Regions from separate parts of the Anas platyrhynchos genome. Here region 1 is linked to region 2. Evidence: chromatin contacts called from public Hi-C data. All regions are on one chromosome and are shown on one strand. Each heading gives the region's core, a stretch centred on a gene start, on an enhancer-like site or on the middle of the called end of the contact. The rest is flanking DNA. Distances are from core to core; before and after follow the strand shown. Region 1 overlaps CLIP1 (CAP-Gly domain containing linker protein 1). Region 2 holds the start of CLIP1 (CAP-Gly domain containing linker protein 1).

What was found. A called contact is a pair of places that touch in the nucleus more often than the background predicts.
Region 1: a contact with region 2 is called in a Hi-C map of subcutaneous adipose tissue, with 1.8 times the contacts expected there. The contact joins the enhancer-like site here to the promoter of CLIP1 in region 2. A contact is called at or near these places in 3 of 8 Hi-C or Micro-C datasets (liver, skeletal muscle and subcutaneous adipose tissue).

What each region holds. Positions count from the first base shown.
Region 1 is chr16:2,538,104-2,545,678 of IASCAAS_PekinDuck_T2T, reverse strand. It overlaps CLIP1 (CAP-Gly domain containing linker protein 1), which reads right to left. Exons shown (of 25, transcript XM_072024202.1): 8 at 6,038-6,098; 9 at 4,994-5,026. Among named protein-coding and RNA genes, the nearest start is that of CLIP1, 34 kb to the right of the region's middle. Within about 2 kb of position 2,593, at least 4 of the 8 cell types and tissues checked have an H3K27ac peak or open chromatin away from gene starts, as enhancers often do. A contact at or near this core is called in subcutaneous adipose tissue, where this site is marked.
Region 2 is chr16:2,502,907-2,509,830 of IASCAAS_PekinDuck_T2T, reverse strand. It overlaps CLIP1 (CAP-Gly domain containing linker protein 1), which reads right to left and starts at 2,113. Exons shown (of 25, transcript XM_072024202.1): 1 at 1,917-2,113.

The DNA of each region.
Region 1 (7,575 bases), core at 1,344-3,843, 35 kb before region 2:
CCATCCCATCCTCCTCTCATGCTCCTAGCTTGTGGTCATCTCAGATTTCTTGGATTTGGCATTTCGTGAATTATTTATGAAGTACAAAATAAAAATTAAAATAAATAAATAAATTACACCACCAAAAGCTGTTCTGCCTTTGCTGTCAAATGAGCCCAGAGACATAATGCAATGTTAGAACATGTAGGCTTTTCTAAAAAGATGTGTGAAGAGCTGAGGTCAACCACAGCAGCCTTGTGGGCCTTGTTTCAAATAAAACTGAGTACAGTTAGCACGTCCCTAGCAAGAAAAAAAATCAGAAACATGCTGAAAATCTTAGGAATCAACATCAGCTAAACCTCTGTCTTGGGAAAAAGTATGTTTTGGGACTCAGTAATGTTTTGACAGGCAACAGTATTACTAATACTGCTGGATATCCCTGAAAAGATTGTGTCATGGGTAGAAAAAAAAGAACAAAAAAGGCACTGCAAACCTTGACTTAGCAGGTAGCACAGCCACTATTTAGGACCTCAGAAACCCAGCTCCCAAATTCTAAGTTAGTGTTAAAAAGCACTGGCAAAGTGGAACTTATTTCTTTTGGATATAATGAACTTTGCTATTTCTGCCACTTTTGAACTAGATTTAAGCATAATTTTTGCACTTTGAAATCATCTTACCTGAATTCTTCTGAAGAAATGAGTACACATATACAGGCATACACACACACACCACCGAAGCTCAAAATTAATGCTAATTTTTAAGAGTGTTCCAGCTACATCTATAGCAGGTACTGATCGTGGCAGGAGCAAGAATCTCTTTCAGCACGTGTTAAACCCAGCAGGCTGTGTCATCAGAAATCTTCCACAACACAAAGCAGTCTCGTTATTTAAATAGTGAAAACCATTACCCTAGTGTCTTCTAACTCCCTCTGGAGTTTGTCAGCTTTGGTCTTTTCAAAGAGCAGGCTCTGTTCAAGCTCCTTAATGCGGGCATGCTCCAGTTTGGTCTGCGTCTGTTAGTGAAAAGGGAAAGGAAGAGAACACAACGGTGCCACCATCACATGCCAGCACACAAGGAGGGAGCCACATGCAGGCCGTGCTGCCAGAATCTTCTATCAATGATGAGCAGAGAAGATGCAGTGGATAAAATGAACAGGGAAATGCTATGGATGAGAAAGATGGACTGAAAAGTGTAAATGGACTGATGTGTAAAAAATAAAAAATAAATCACAAACGAAGAAGTATGAACAAAAACGTTTCATGCAGCCAAGTAGAAGTTATTTATCAGTACATGAAGTTTTCAGCACAAATTAGAATAGTTATGAAAAAGTATATATAAATATATATACACCTGTTCTAAGAGGATGATATGTCCCTTTCCTCGTCATCCCACTAACTTTTTTTAATGCATTGGGCTTATTTTTAAATGATTTAATTATGAACCAGGGGAGAATTCACTACCGAAGCTCATGTAATGAATTTCTTTTTTTTTTTTTTTTTTAAAGCAATAGTAGCTGCATCTCAAGTCTTAGCCATAAAATCTTTTTGGTCAAGATAGGGAACACTAAGGTTCACTTTTCACTAGGGTATGAATTATTTCAATAGAAATATAAAGAATGTGGTTGCCTATAACTGCAGAACCCTCTTAGTTTATCCCTCTCCTCCTCTTCCAAAAGAAAGCAAGCAACAAATAAGATTCTCCAAAACCAGGGGAAAAAGTGAATTAGCCTGGTTGTTCCATAATTGCTGAAGCCTAAATGCATTGAACAAGATGTAAAAGTAATAAGATTTAAAAAATAAATTGTAATTCTCATAGGTTCCTAAAAAGCACAGAAAGTACATGTAACGAAGTAAGCAGGCACCTCCTGCCTTTTGGTTAAAAAGGGATAGATTTTTTTTTTTTCTTTTAGCAAGAACACAGAACATCAGTAAACTTGATACCTAGGCTCCAAGATGCCCCCAAGAGAGCTTGAAGTTCGAGAGATGCAAGTAAAGTCCAGCAGTTAGTTCATATCTGACCTGCACCACTGAAATGGGGAACAGGGGTGAGTGTGTGTGTGCACACGTGGGTGGAATAGAAAGAAGTAATACAGAGTTATTTCTGAAATGCTGAGATCCAAGTATTGTGTCAATCTTGACTGGTCACTGTTAGCGTAAATGTATGAAACAATCCAAATTAAAAGTATTCTGAAAGTGTACTGTTGCTTCACGTGTCTTTTCCAAAAAAAGAGCAGCTTAAGGAGCTTGCCCACATCAAGAGTAAGGTGGATCTCCAGAAAAAAGACTGAATGAAGTTCTGTCTGGTTATGCTAAGATGTGATTAAGAGCCCAAGAAGTTGCATCCATCAGCCTTGAAGAAAGTTCTCTAGCTTCAGCAATTACTTTACTACAGAACAAGTAGTAAAGTAGTAAACAGGTAGTAAAGTAGTACACAGTAACCCCCAAGCCTTATGAACTGCTTTTAGTAGAGGAGAGTCCTGCAGCCTGAAAAGCTACCCATTGAACACTGGGTTGAAAGAATCCAAAAGGAAGGAAGAGCATGAATCATTCCAAAGCCACACTGCTGCCAAACCCACAGCACAGCAGCGTGCACACAGCTGGCAGGACACTGCTGTTTCTCTGATCTTTGCAAATGCTATTTAAATATCCCTACAGAACTGTGTTATTTATAGAGGGACAAGCTGATTAGTACTGCCTCCAAGCCAGCAGTTAAAGATCCTAGGCAGTCTCTGCAGAGAAGGTGAGATAGGGACGAAACTCTTGTTTTGCTCCAGGCCTGTTCTCTAATCACAGTATTCCTTCTGACAGCACCAAGTTATCTTCCTCTCCCAAAGCATGTAGACATCTGGTGGTTTCAGTTTTTTTAAACATTTTTCCAGCTGAAAAAAGAGTTGGCTGTTTTACTATGCAGTTACTAGATCTAAAACACTAAATCCCTAAAGCATTAAAACTTGCTTCTTAGATTTGTTCTGGTTTTGGTATTCCATAGAGGATTTGTTTCTGTATCAGTGGAAGATATTCAGTGTATACAAGGAAAAAACAAAACAAACCACAAACATAGAACATGAGAACATGGGTTATTGTTTTTGTCTCTCACAGCCTTCAAAAACTAAAGTAAATGTTCTAAAAGAAATAAATATTCTTACAAGTGGCCATAAATCAGCCCCCTCTCTCAGACTGATTAGTATGACTTCTGTTCTACAACAAAATTATGTCTGAAAACAAATCTATTTTTAAAAATTGAATATTCATGCCTTTCTTGCTCTAAATCCCATTAGGGATTTATTAGAAAACAAGCCCCAAACCTGATAGCTGCAGAATTCTCTTTGCATCACATTGCAAACTATGCTACCTTAAGACCTGCTATACTATACATAAAAAACAAAATACTTTGATCATTAATCTTATTGACATTGCTTTAATACTGCAAGGATCAAATATACCATCATCTATGATGATTTCATGATTACCATTTTTAACCCCTACCTCTTATATATTACAGAGAAGAATAAAATTCTACCAAAAATAAAATAAAAAACTAAAAATTAAAAAGAGAAATGTCTAAAAGATTGTGTTCCTCTGAGGAAAGCCAGAGCACAGTAAGCTGAAAAGAGGAGAGTACTGTAAAAAGAAAAAAAGAATTTGATTTTAAACCTCAAATTGAATGGAAAATAAAAACAAAAAGCAAGCAAACAAAACCCACAAAGCATCTTCCCCTTCTCCAAAGCTTCACAGTTAGATTAAGAGAGGGGGAAATGGGACAAGCCTTACTCTGGCTTGAACCCTAAAGAGTTCCACTAAAATTGAATGTCAGGAGGCAGTCATTGGTTATTTTCAGCATTTATTTATTCTAGCTACACTTTCACTTCAAAATAAACCTTCAGTTAAGTTCTCCATCTACAGGTAAAACTGTGAAATTGTGCTGAGGCCATAAAAGCTGATAACTGATTCTAGAATAGGGGCAAGATGACATTCAGTTCCTTCGTGCTGGGATAACAACCACAGAACACGATAGATTATGAAGCATTATCCTGGAAACTAAGTGATCACCCAGTTCTCCAAAGAGTGAAGACGTCCATTTTTATGGAGAAATTAGAACAGGGAAATAAGGAGTAAAGATAGGATTAAACAAGGAGTGCACAAAACGAGAGAAAGGAAGGGCACATGCAGATTTACTTCTAACACACCGTGAGCCTGATTGGAAGAATAGAGGAGACCCGGATCGCTGAAGTAGCTTCGCAAAAGCAACACCTAAGAATGCACAGCAGGAAACCAGTTTTAGTCTTGAGAACTTCCTATCTTGGCTGGGGATGCAGCAGAGGAGGCAGCCTGTGATAATTTTGCCTAAATCCAATCAAAGAGAGGGCTTTTAAATTCCACTATTCTGAGCTAAGGAAGCAAGAGGGCTGCTTTAATGTCTTGTAAGGCGATTTCTGCTATCCATTTACATATATTTTTCCTGCATAATTCAAAGGGAAGCTACAGTAAAATAGACAGCTTTAAAACGTCTTAAAAAATAGCGTGCAATCATCTCTCCCCTTAGCATTTTATGAAAAAAAAAATCAGGGGAGGTAGGGAACATACCATTTTTTCCCTCAGAAAAATTAATTGGCCAGATGCAAACTGCATCTATTGAACAGCAGTAGGAGCTCATAGGAAACAGCGCAGGATTTTGTGAAGAGAGCAACTAAAATCCTACATAGAAATGAAAGACATTTCAAGATCCAGGACAGTCGTTTTCTACAAGCTCCTATGCTCTCCAATTAGGTGCAGAGTTTTTGCCCATAAAGAATTCTAATGACACATTTGCCCTCTCTACAGTTAATGGGGATTACAACGTTTAGTCATTACACACATTCTTTTTGATAAACGTAATTGCTCTGAAAGCAACATGCACACAAATACTAGAGTCAATGTTTCAATAACAGATTATGCAGTTAGTGAATAAGTATAAGCATTTTCTGCACACAATCTGTTAACATGGGATGTCTCTGCACATTGAAGTGCCCTCTTACATTTTCTGGATCTTCCGAAATCTGCCTCTTTCGCTATCAGTAAAATTAAAAAAAAAACAAAAACAAACAAAAATATTTCACCTGAAGACTTAGCACTATCATTCCAACACAAACATCAGGATACATCTCATTATCTTGTATTAATTTTAAATTCTTGAAGCTATGCAGCCTGACAAACCAGACTCTTTAACATGGTCTGCCAGGACTATCCGGTGAGTTAACAAAAAATAGAAAACTATAAGTTTCCATGGACTAAATAATAAAAGGAGCATTCTATGAAGAGTCTAGATAGGTATCTTAAAATGAATGGAAGACTAAAATAAAAGAAATGTTATATGAAATGAATCACTTTCATAAGGCTAGCACTTTAACCGTGAAGGGTTCACAGGGACACAAGTCAATTAACTTCGTTCTCTATACTGTGCAAGAGTCTAATATTTTTCAGATTAAACAACAAATAGAGTAGAACAACTAATATTTTGCTTTTTAATTTGAAATTTGGGATAAAAATTGGAAGTGTTCAAGTAATTAAGAGCAATTCTTCACTAAATGTTTCCTAACCTCATTGCATAATAACATACTATTATAATGAACACGTGAATAGCTGTTTAGATTTTGGGTACAACTCTCCTGACAGAATTATTTTTTTTAATAAATCTTCCATTAGAAGACATTAGAAAAAATAGTAAGATATAAAATAATATAAAATATCAAAAATTAATTTTCAATTACATTATTTTCACTTAAATTATTTAATTGTTTTCAATTAAATTATTCTAAACAACTATTGCCATTCTACAGCAGAACCCTTGCTAAAGTGTATAACTGAATTAAAGGTGCAATCCCGTAATTCCAGGGTGGTTAGCTTACTCAGGGACTGCAGAAATGGGAATTACTTTGATGTGCTTTGCATACTCTAGGACCAGGATTGCATCTCTTAATCATTCCTGCCACCATCTTCCAGAGAACAGTCCAATTCGGATGAACTGGTTGCATTTTTGTGTCCTACTATATATAGTGTTTGCAAAGCTGAAGCTATTTTACCTCTAGGTCTCCTTTGGTAATGGATTCTTCTTCCACACGGAACTGAAGGTCTTCAACTTTCCTGTGGGGATAATTCATTAAAATTCAGATAACTTTGAAAGAAACTGCTTTGAAACTGTTTTCAATGGAAAACTGCCAGCAAACTGCTAGAAACATTAAGACATGAGAAGTATTTCACAAAGAACATTGGTGAGAAGGAAAGACACAGCCTTTAAAGAGCAAGCTCTGACAAAGGCAGCTTCCTACAGCTGTATGAGGAAAGTACTTGGTAATTTTCTGAGGAGTTAAAAAGAAAACCTCTGTCAATGTTGTTTCTCTTAGTCCTTCACCCTTCTGCACACATTCTGCATATTCTGCCATTAAGCTAAGAAACAGAAAGCTAGGAAACATCCAAGATTCCCAAGAGCTTTCTGGTAGTGCACTGGTCCACTCACATCAAAAGTCTAGCATAGACAAGCACATTATTAGCTGTCAAGATGAACTGCGAGATACAGACTGGGAGTGCATGCAGGAACACAGATAACAGCTTGCCTTGTTCATACAGCAGTTTTAGAGTGGGAAGACAGAGGTGAGAAGATGGTAACTGACCTAAAATTTTTAAAAAGCTATTTCCTCCCTTCCCTTTATCTAGTATGCCCCAATGAACAAGAGGCCAGATCTCCTCCTTTCAACATAGTAAGATGGGGCAAAGGAAGAGACAAGCATGCCTTCTTTCCTTTGAATTGCACATGCTGGTGCCTGGAGCTTGGCTGGCAGGTGTAGAAATCATTACATCAAAGGGAGTTACAAGTGACAGATGTCTGAAACAAAAGGACAGTAAGAACTTGTGATTGTCTCACCCCTATGCTTTGGGAAACAGATGATTAAAGATTATTTGACTCCAAGTTACTGCTGAGACTGACTTGAATACATATCACAAGAAGCTTTCAAAGTAAACAAACCTAGAGTGGCTAGGAGGAAGGAGAAATATTACACTGCTGAAGCCATGAAATGTTTTCCTGGCTGTTAGACGTCACTTCAGTTAATGGGTAGCAGGCAGACACAGCAGCACTGTTATGCTGCTTAGCAACATGCTGAAGGTGAGCTCAAGGCCATGAAGGATTGCGGTGAAATAGACCCCCACTGACCTGGCATTCAGTGAAAAGAGGTTTACAGCCAGGCTACCAGAGGTGCTGCAAAGCTTTTTAAAATTATTTTTATTTTTACTTATTATTAAATTAAACAAACAAACAAAACATTGCATTATTTTGTAGAGGTTATACAAATAATTTTATTCCTAACTGCACTGTTTATTTTGCAAATTCATTACAAGTGAGTCCCCCCCAAAAAAGGGAGCATGAAAACTGTAATGGAATTACCCAGGGTTTACCATTGGATCTTCTTGTCTGTGTTTTCCAGTTGTAGGGAAGCCTTTCAGAGAGGTTGACATCTGACTAATTCCCAGGGAGTACACAAGCCTACAGCAGACTCACAATGGGTTTCCAAATAGACTCTCACAAAAGCATTCGGAATCCAATATAGCCTCCAATATAGACTCC
Region 2 (6,924 bases), core at 864-3,363:
TACAGAGTTAACATTTGACCCGACTGTTTTAGAGAGAGAAAGAAAAGCAGTTTTGAAAAATTGTGCTGGCAAGACAGATCACTATTTCTTTTGAAGGAAGATCTATTTTGGAATATTCTCAGTCACTCTCCCCAAAAAAACTTCAATGTGGCTAAAGGGATAAAGAGAGGAATACTAAGGGAATTATCCAATCTAGCCAAGCTAAGTAAGTAAAGACTGTCCTGGGCATTCACATTCAGAAGATGATAAACAGATACAGCCTACAGATCAGACAGGAAATCTACGGGAGCTCTAGAAAATCACAGTGACCAGCTCATATGGAGCACTGCTCCTTCTTACTGTATTGTCATGTGAAGAAAGAGATTATTTCTTATAATACACCTTTGTGATGATTCAAGACAGATGTTTTTCTCCCCCACACTAGAAAGCCAAAAACTTCTCTTGAAAAAGAAACCACACATTTTTTTATTTTTTTTGCCAAATGAAACATTCTTCTTGATCCCTACAGATACAGACAGATGATGTCACATTTCCAAGCAGAAGCTTCAGCCAACGCAATCCTGTCCTTCCCCTTCCAACACTCAAAGCTTTAGTGTACTTTGGTACACACGGGAAATTTTCTGGCACATATTAAGACTAGGTGGAAAAAGAGCCCCGGAATACCATAAATTTCAAACAGAGAACTAATAAACCTCTGCCTGTTTTCTAGTCGTTTTGTGTGTATTCAGTATGAAGAATGTCAGTCCCTGAGTGGTCACACATTCTTTACGCTATGATACTTTGTTGTTAAGGGAGAAACAAAAAAGAGTTATTTACTTTTCCTCCACTATTTAATTTGCTATCTTGTTACACGTGGTAGCAGGTGCACATGCCTGAGAAAATCACTCTGTCACTGCTAGTTTCAGACTTTCAGACATGCTTCCGCTCTTTAAAAAAAACTCTTTGCAAAGTATGAGGCATGAAAGCATTTCCTCTTTTATGCCTCTTTCCTTTCTTTTCCCTACATATTAAATACACCCATGGCGCGTTTTTAAGTTGTCCTGCTCAGTGACCTCAGAGCAGCTCGTGAACTCGCACCGCTCCCTGTGAGACGCTGCCTCCATTCCGCGCACGGGGAGCTGCGTGCAGGGAGGAAAGCCGTCATTTTTCAGTCATATTTTTCATCACGACGTACCCATTCGCTGCCTATTCTTCCCCACGCTATCTCGAAGGAGCTTTTCTCCTCCAGGAGAAAACAACAACAGGTTGTTGGGTGGTTTTTAAGCGCACGGACAAAGATGCTAAGAGGAAAGCAAAAACCCTCTCCTGATCCTAAGGCAGGAGTCTCGTTAGCGGGGGGGAAACGAAGATTACCTTGAGGAGGAGGAGGGCAGTAACGGGCCCTAGGCAGCAGCCCCAGTGACACAGCGGAAAGCAGGCGGCCTGCAGCACAGCCTCATGCCGCAGCACCGGGCACGGCGGGCACCTCACCTGCACGGCTTTCCCCCCAAAAAAACAGGCCTGGGCAGCGAGCCGAGGTGGCTTTACACGGAGCCGGCTCTTCCATCGGTGCCGTGCCGGTGGGTGAGGAGGGAAGGGGGGGGATCAGGCAGCAGCACCGGGACGACATCGCCCAGCCTCAGCCCTCACTCGGCGCGGCTCCGTGTCCCTGCCCCCGCTTCAGGGCCGGTGCCCGGCGCCAAGTTTGTGAGGCGCAGCGCGGCGGGGACGAGCCGGGACGAACCGGGCAGAGCCCCAGCAATGCCCCAGCCCCCGGCCCCTGTCACCCGCGGCCCCCTCAGGCCGGCCGGGACTCGCAGCCAGGCGTGTGGCGGGGCCCCGGGGCGGCTGCCCGGTGCCCACGGCCGCTCCCCGACCCCTTTCAGCGCCTCCCCTCAGCGCCCGGTCCCCCCTCACCGAGCCCGGCCCCTCCTCACCGCCTCTTTCTCCTCAGCGGGGGGCTCCCGGCGGCTCCCTTCCCTCAGGCGCCGCCGCCCTCCGCGCGCGGGCCCCAACGGCGCCCTCACAGCCGCCGCCTTCGGCTCCGCGCCGCCACCGCCTCCGCTCGGCTTCCCGGCCGCCTCCTCCTCCTCCTCCTGCCCCTCCGCAGCGGCGCCTCCCCGGCTGGCAGGGGCGGAGCGGGGCGGGCGGACAACGTCTGCGCCCCGCCGGGCCCGCGGCACCGCGAGGCGGGGACTGCAGCAGCAGCGGGAGCCGCTTCCCCCCCCTCCCTCCTTGCCCGGCTCCGGCTCCCCCCTTCCCTCTCGCCTCCTCTCCTCGCCCCTCGCTTTCCCTTTGTCTCCCCCTGCTTTGTTCGCCCCCACCCCGGGGCAGCCCGAGGCCGGCAGGCAGGAGAGGCTCAGCTCGGCCCGGTCCTGCCTCGCCCTTCCCCAAAAGCGCCCCGCGGGGTCGCGCACCCGGACTTGGCCTTGGTCCTGTCCCCGTCCCTATCCCTGACCCCGTCCCTATCCCTGTCCCTGTAACGGGGAGCAGGCAGCGCTGACCCCTTAGGGAATTCGCCGCTGCAGCAGACAAGCGTGAATGGAAGGTGGGGGGGGAAAGGGTGGGGAAAAGAGACAGGGCGGCATGAAGCGCAGAGCTCTTAATGGACGACTAACTTTACTGGCGGCTTCTTCTCTCCATTTTCCTTTTGTCCTGACGCCCAGGAATTTGTGATTCCTTCTCATCCTCTATTTGAATTCTCATTGTGAAGGAAGACCCTGGAACCTGGCATCCTTCCCCTTTGTAAAGTTTAAAGGGCTGTGGCAGTAGCTCCACACCATCATCAACTATTTAATATCAATTTTCAAGGCTAAATCAAACAGCTCTGCTTCACTTTTCTGCCTCTTTTATAAACAGGCAACAGGGTCCAGCTAGAGTTGGCCCGTAATTGCTGAATTCATCACATAGCAAACCTGTTTGCAGTCCCATAGATCATTTAGTTTATGCATGATACCATTCAAACAAAAAGGGTGATGAGGAAGCAGTTCCATTGCTGGAGACCAATTGCAATATGTGATTCATCTTGGCTTCATTCTTTGGCATTAATCCAGCATGGTGAAGCACAAAATGGTGTGACGCAGTCCCCCAAATAATGGGTTTCAACTAGATCAGCATTTAGCAATGTTTGTGAGAATTTCACTTCCTAAGTGTAAAGAAGAAGCTCTTACCATGGCCAGTAGATGTTGAAACAGATACTCAAATCCATGTACAGCCAGCCACCCTTCTTCCTCCCTGAAAAATTTGATAAAATTTTGTTGAAAAAAGTTCAGAATTTAATTATAGATTGTATTTAGAAGTACAGAGCCAATTATTGCTTAAAACTAAAAAACTGACACAGTAGTCCCTAGCTAAGGAAATAATCCTTAACAACATTGAATTAATTAGGTTAAAAACCTGAGAGTTAGACTCTTTACAAAACACTTTTTTTTTCTTTACAGAACACTTTTCTGTAAAGTGTTTTTCTTCATTAATTTGATTTTTGTCTTGGAGAATTTATTAACATGAAGGTTGATTTCAAGAGTATTCAGTTCAATGCACAACATCAGACGTTTTATTAAGCAATACTAGACTGTTGTATTTAATATAAAACACATCAAGTAGAAGTCATCTTACTATTGAAGATAGTGAGCTAAAACTTGTAAGTTTGTGTTGGTCTTTCACAACTTCACTAAGTGTAAGCAGTAAGCAAAAACAATGGTGAAATTATAGACAAAATATGGTTCAAATGTGTAAGTAGCTGTCTTTACTTCTTTGCAAAATTAAAACTAAAAATGTCCTGTTTGTAAAGCAAGAATTGAGAATGATGTTGCATATATCAATATAAAGCAAATGCATCTTTGCTTGTTATTGTCATTTTTAGTGAACAGAACCATAGCTTCAAGATTGAAGTCATCTTGAGAGAAACACGGGAGTTAGTTATCCATCAGTGAAGCAGTATCAACCTTCAAACCAAGAACAAGTAGCTTTGGAGCAATTCTAACTTAAGTTTAATGAATTCATCCCAATTAAAAACGGTTGACTTCATTTCTATGTACCAGTGTACCCTTGGATATATGCAGAGTGTGATAACAAAGAATGCATCTAGTATGTTCACATCCAATTTATAGCAATTGTTATAAAAGAAGATGCCAGTTCTAAAATTCATGGTACTACAAAGGACTGCATATGATCAAATGCCAGAACGTCTTTGATTCAAGTACTAGTGGCTCTCTTCTGAGCTGCGTGATTTCAGGCAGATCAGTTAACACGTAACTATGAAAACAGGAATGGCTGGACGCTCCAGGGAAATTTAAGTTGCTGACATAACTACCAGTATCCTGGCCACAACTACAGGGTCTACTTAGAATTAAAACCATTCCCCTCAGTAATGTGGGAACATCAGTTGAAGGTGGTTTTTCAGCTTTGTGAAGGATCCGAAAGTACAAAAACTTTCTGAATGGCTAAAATGTTATTCTTTTGGAACTGCATTTAGGGATATCCTGACTTAAGAGTTCCATTTTTATATCCAATGAGACATATCCACGCAAGTATAAAATTTTGAATATAGGATTTTTTTTCTTCCTCTGAACGATCTCTTCAATATGTACATTTAGCAGTTTTTAAACAGAATTTCTACGAGCAGTATCTATAGTTGGCCACACCTGCTTCAAAACAAAACAAAACAAAACAAAAAACAAACTAGCTACCTTTTTCTTACTGAAGTGCTGCTTCACAAATCCCAGTACAGAAATTTGTACTATTATTTTTTTTTCCTGTAGTGGTTTGTTTTTGCAAAAACACAAGAGGATTCCCCCCTGCTACCTCTGCCCTGCCTTTTAACCTCAGTGGTGCATTTTCCTCATCTATTTACAGCTATATAAGATCCCAAGATTTAGTGTCCTGAAGCCTTGTGCTTGCTCTATATTTTTTTGCTTTAAATTTATGTCATTTAAATTGGCAGCCTTTGACTAATAGGTTAGCCTAGAAGAAAAACAGCCCTTTTTAGTCTTAAGTATCACGTATAAAACTTAGTAATGCCTTTGTTCTAGCACTTTGACTCATGTATATCACATGTTTTTGTCCTCGAGAAGTGAGTTTTAAAAAACTATTGCAGACTACATAATTACTTTCACAGCTTAGTGGGTTGGAAGGCTACAAAAAAAGATTCCGTTCCCAACATACTTAGTGTTCATCTTCCCTAGCTCAACAGTCACAAAAAAACCCTGCAAGTCTATGTTCTTTGCTGGTGTTTTACACAAGACAAATTTGCATTCAAGTTTACATTATTTGTTCTAGCAAATGTGGGTTAAACAATAGAGAACAGTATTTAATGAATCTCTTTGGCATGCTTGTTTAAACAAGGTACTTAATTGAACAACAATAACGGTCACAGATTATGAGCGTTTCATTTTACAGATAACTGAGAAACTGTATTCTGTTAAAGAAGATAGATCATCCAAATCATTCCACCACCTATGTAAAAAAAAAAAAAAAACACAAAACAAGAGCTTGATTTCTCACCTGCAGAGAAGCAGGTCTTTTGTTCCTATTGAGAGTGCCAAGCTTATAAACAAAGGGTAAATCAGTTTTTGTTCAGACATAACAGCTAAGTATTGAGTTGCAAAAAAATCTTACGTTAAATCTCTGCTGCTTGTAATTAACTAAAGTTTAGGAAGTGTCCAATTGTCACTTACACATTAATTACCATGTTATTATATTCATCCTGCCTGTAAGCTTCTTCAAGGACTAATTCCTGATTCGTCCCCTCCCAACCACCTTAAATATAAACACAACTATAAGCTATGCAACATATTCTTAGGAACAACATCAAGCTTCAATGGTATTTACTTACCAGGGGCATTACAACTGTGGTACAAAATGAAGGTACTCCAGAGTTCCATAGGAATTACAACTGCTTTTGAGACACTTGAGTCATACTTGAGCTTTTTCCTTCCCTTAGTTGTTTTTCAGCTATCCTGCCTCACTGAGTTTGCAGTAAATTAATTCTTCTTCTAGCTACCGTATCTTTCAGGTATCTTCTAGAATCTCAGCTATTGCTCTTTTCGTGACATTTTAAGCACTGTGAATTAGGTTATAAAAAATGAGTTAGAAATGCAAACCTCTTTAAGACATAATTAATCACCTGATTGATGCCCTCAATATTTTGTACAGATTATTTTTCAGATGTGCAATAGCAGTTCTAAATACTTTCACTGATCCCAATGCTATAAATGAACATGAATATCATGCCAACAGGAATTCGTGGGAAAATCTGAGTGATGCCTGCTCACACTATACCCACCCCATTACAAATTTTATTATTCATTTTAGTAAGCTCTAATCTAGGTTATTATGCCACACCTATCACCATGGGAGCACGACTTAAAAGTACCAGAAATACTTTGCTATTCAGCTTTTCTCAGACTGCAGTGTGATCTGAGTGCAGTTACAATATACAAAAACAATTTGAGTAGCTGTACCTGAAAGATTAAAGAAATTCAGTAATCAGAAACATCTTTAGTGCAGCAACAATGTATAGTACTTGGTAAGAACAGTGAAAGTATAGATAAATACTTTTAAGATCAAGATGCACTCTTTCCTAATCATGAGAGAAACAGCAGGGGTAACTCCCCATCCTGATCTAAATACGTGTCTTACATGTATAGCACAGAGCTCACCATTTGCAAAAGGCTTTCAAACAAAACAAAACAAACAATTTTTATCAAAACAAACAAACAAAAAGCAACAAAAGACTAAGATTATTAAATGGGCACAGTACTAACCGTAGGAATTTTAATTCAAATATGGTGTCTGTGTACTTCCCTTTGTATCAGACTACAGGTGGAGAACAGTATTTGCTGACTTGAACAACCAGTCAGGCCAGTCACTTTGCAAAAATATTCCAATGGATATGAATACACGACACCAAATGGAGTCCATCCCTGTCCCAAGCCTCCCAAGATA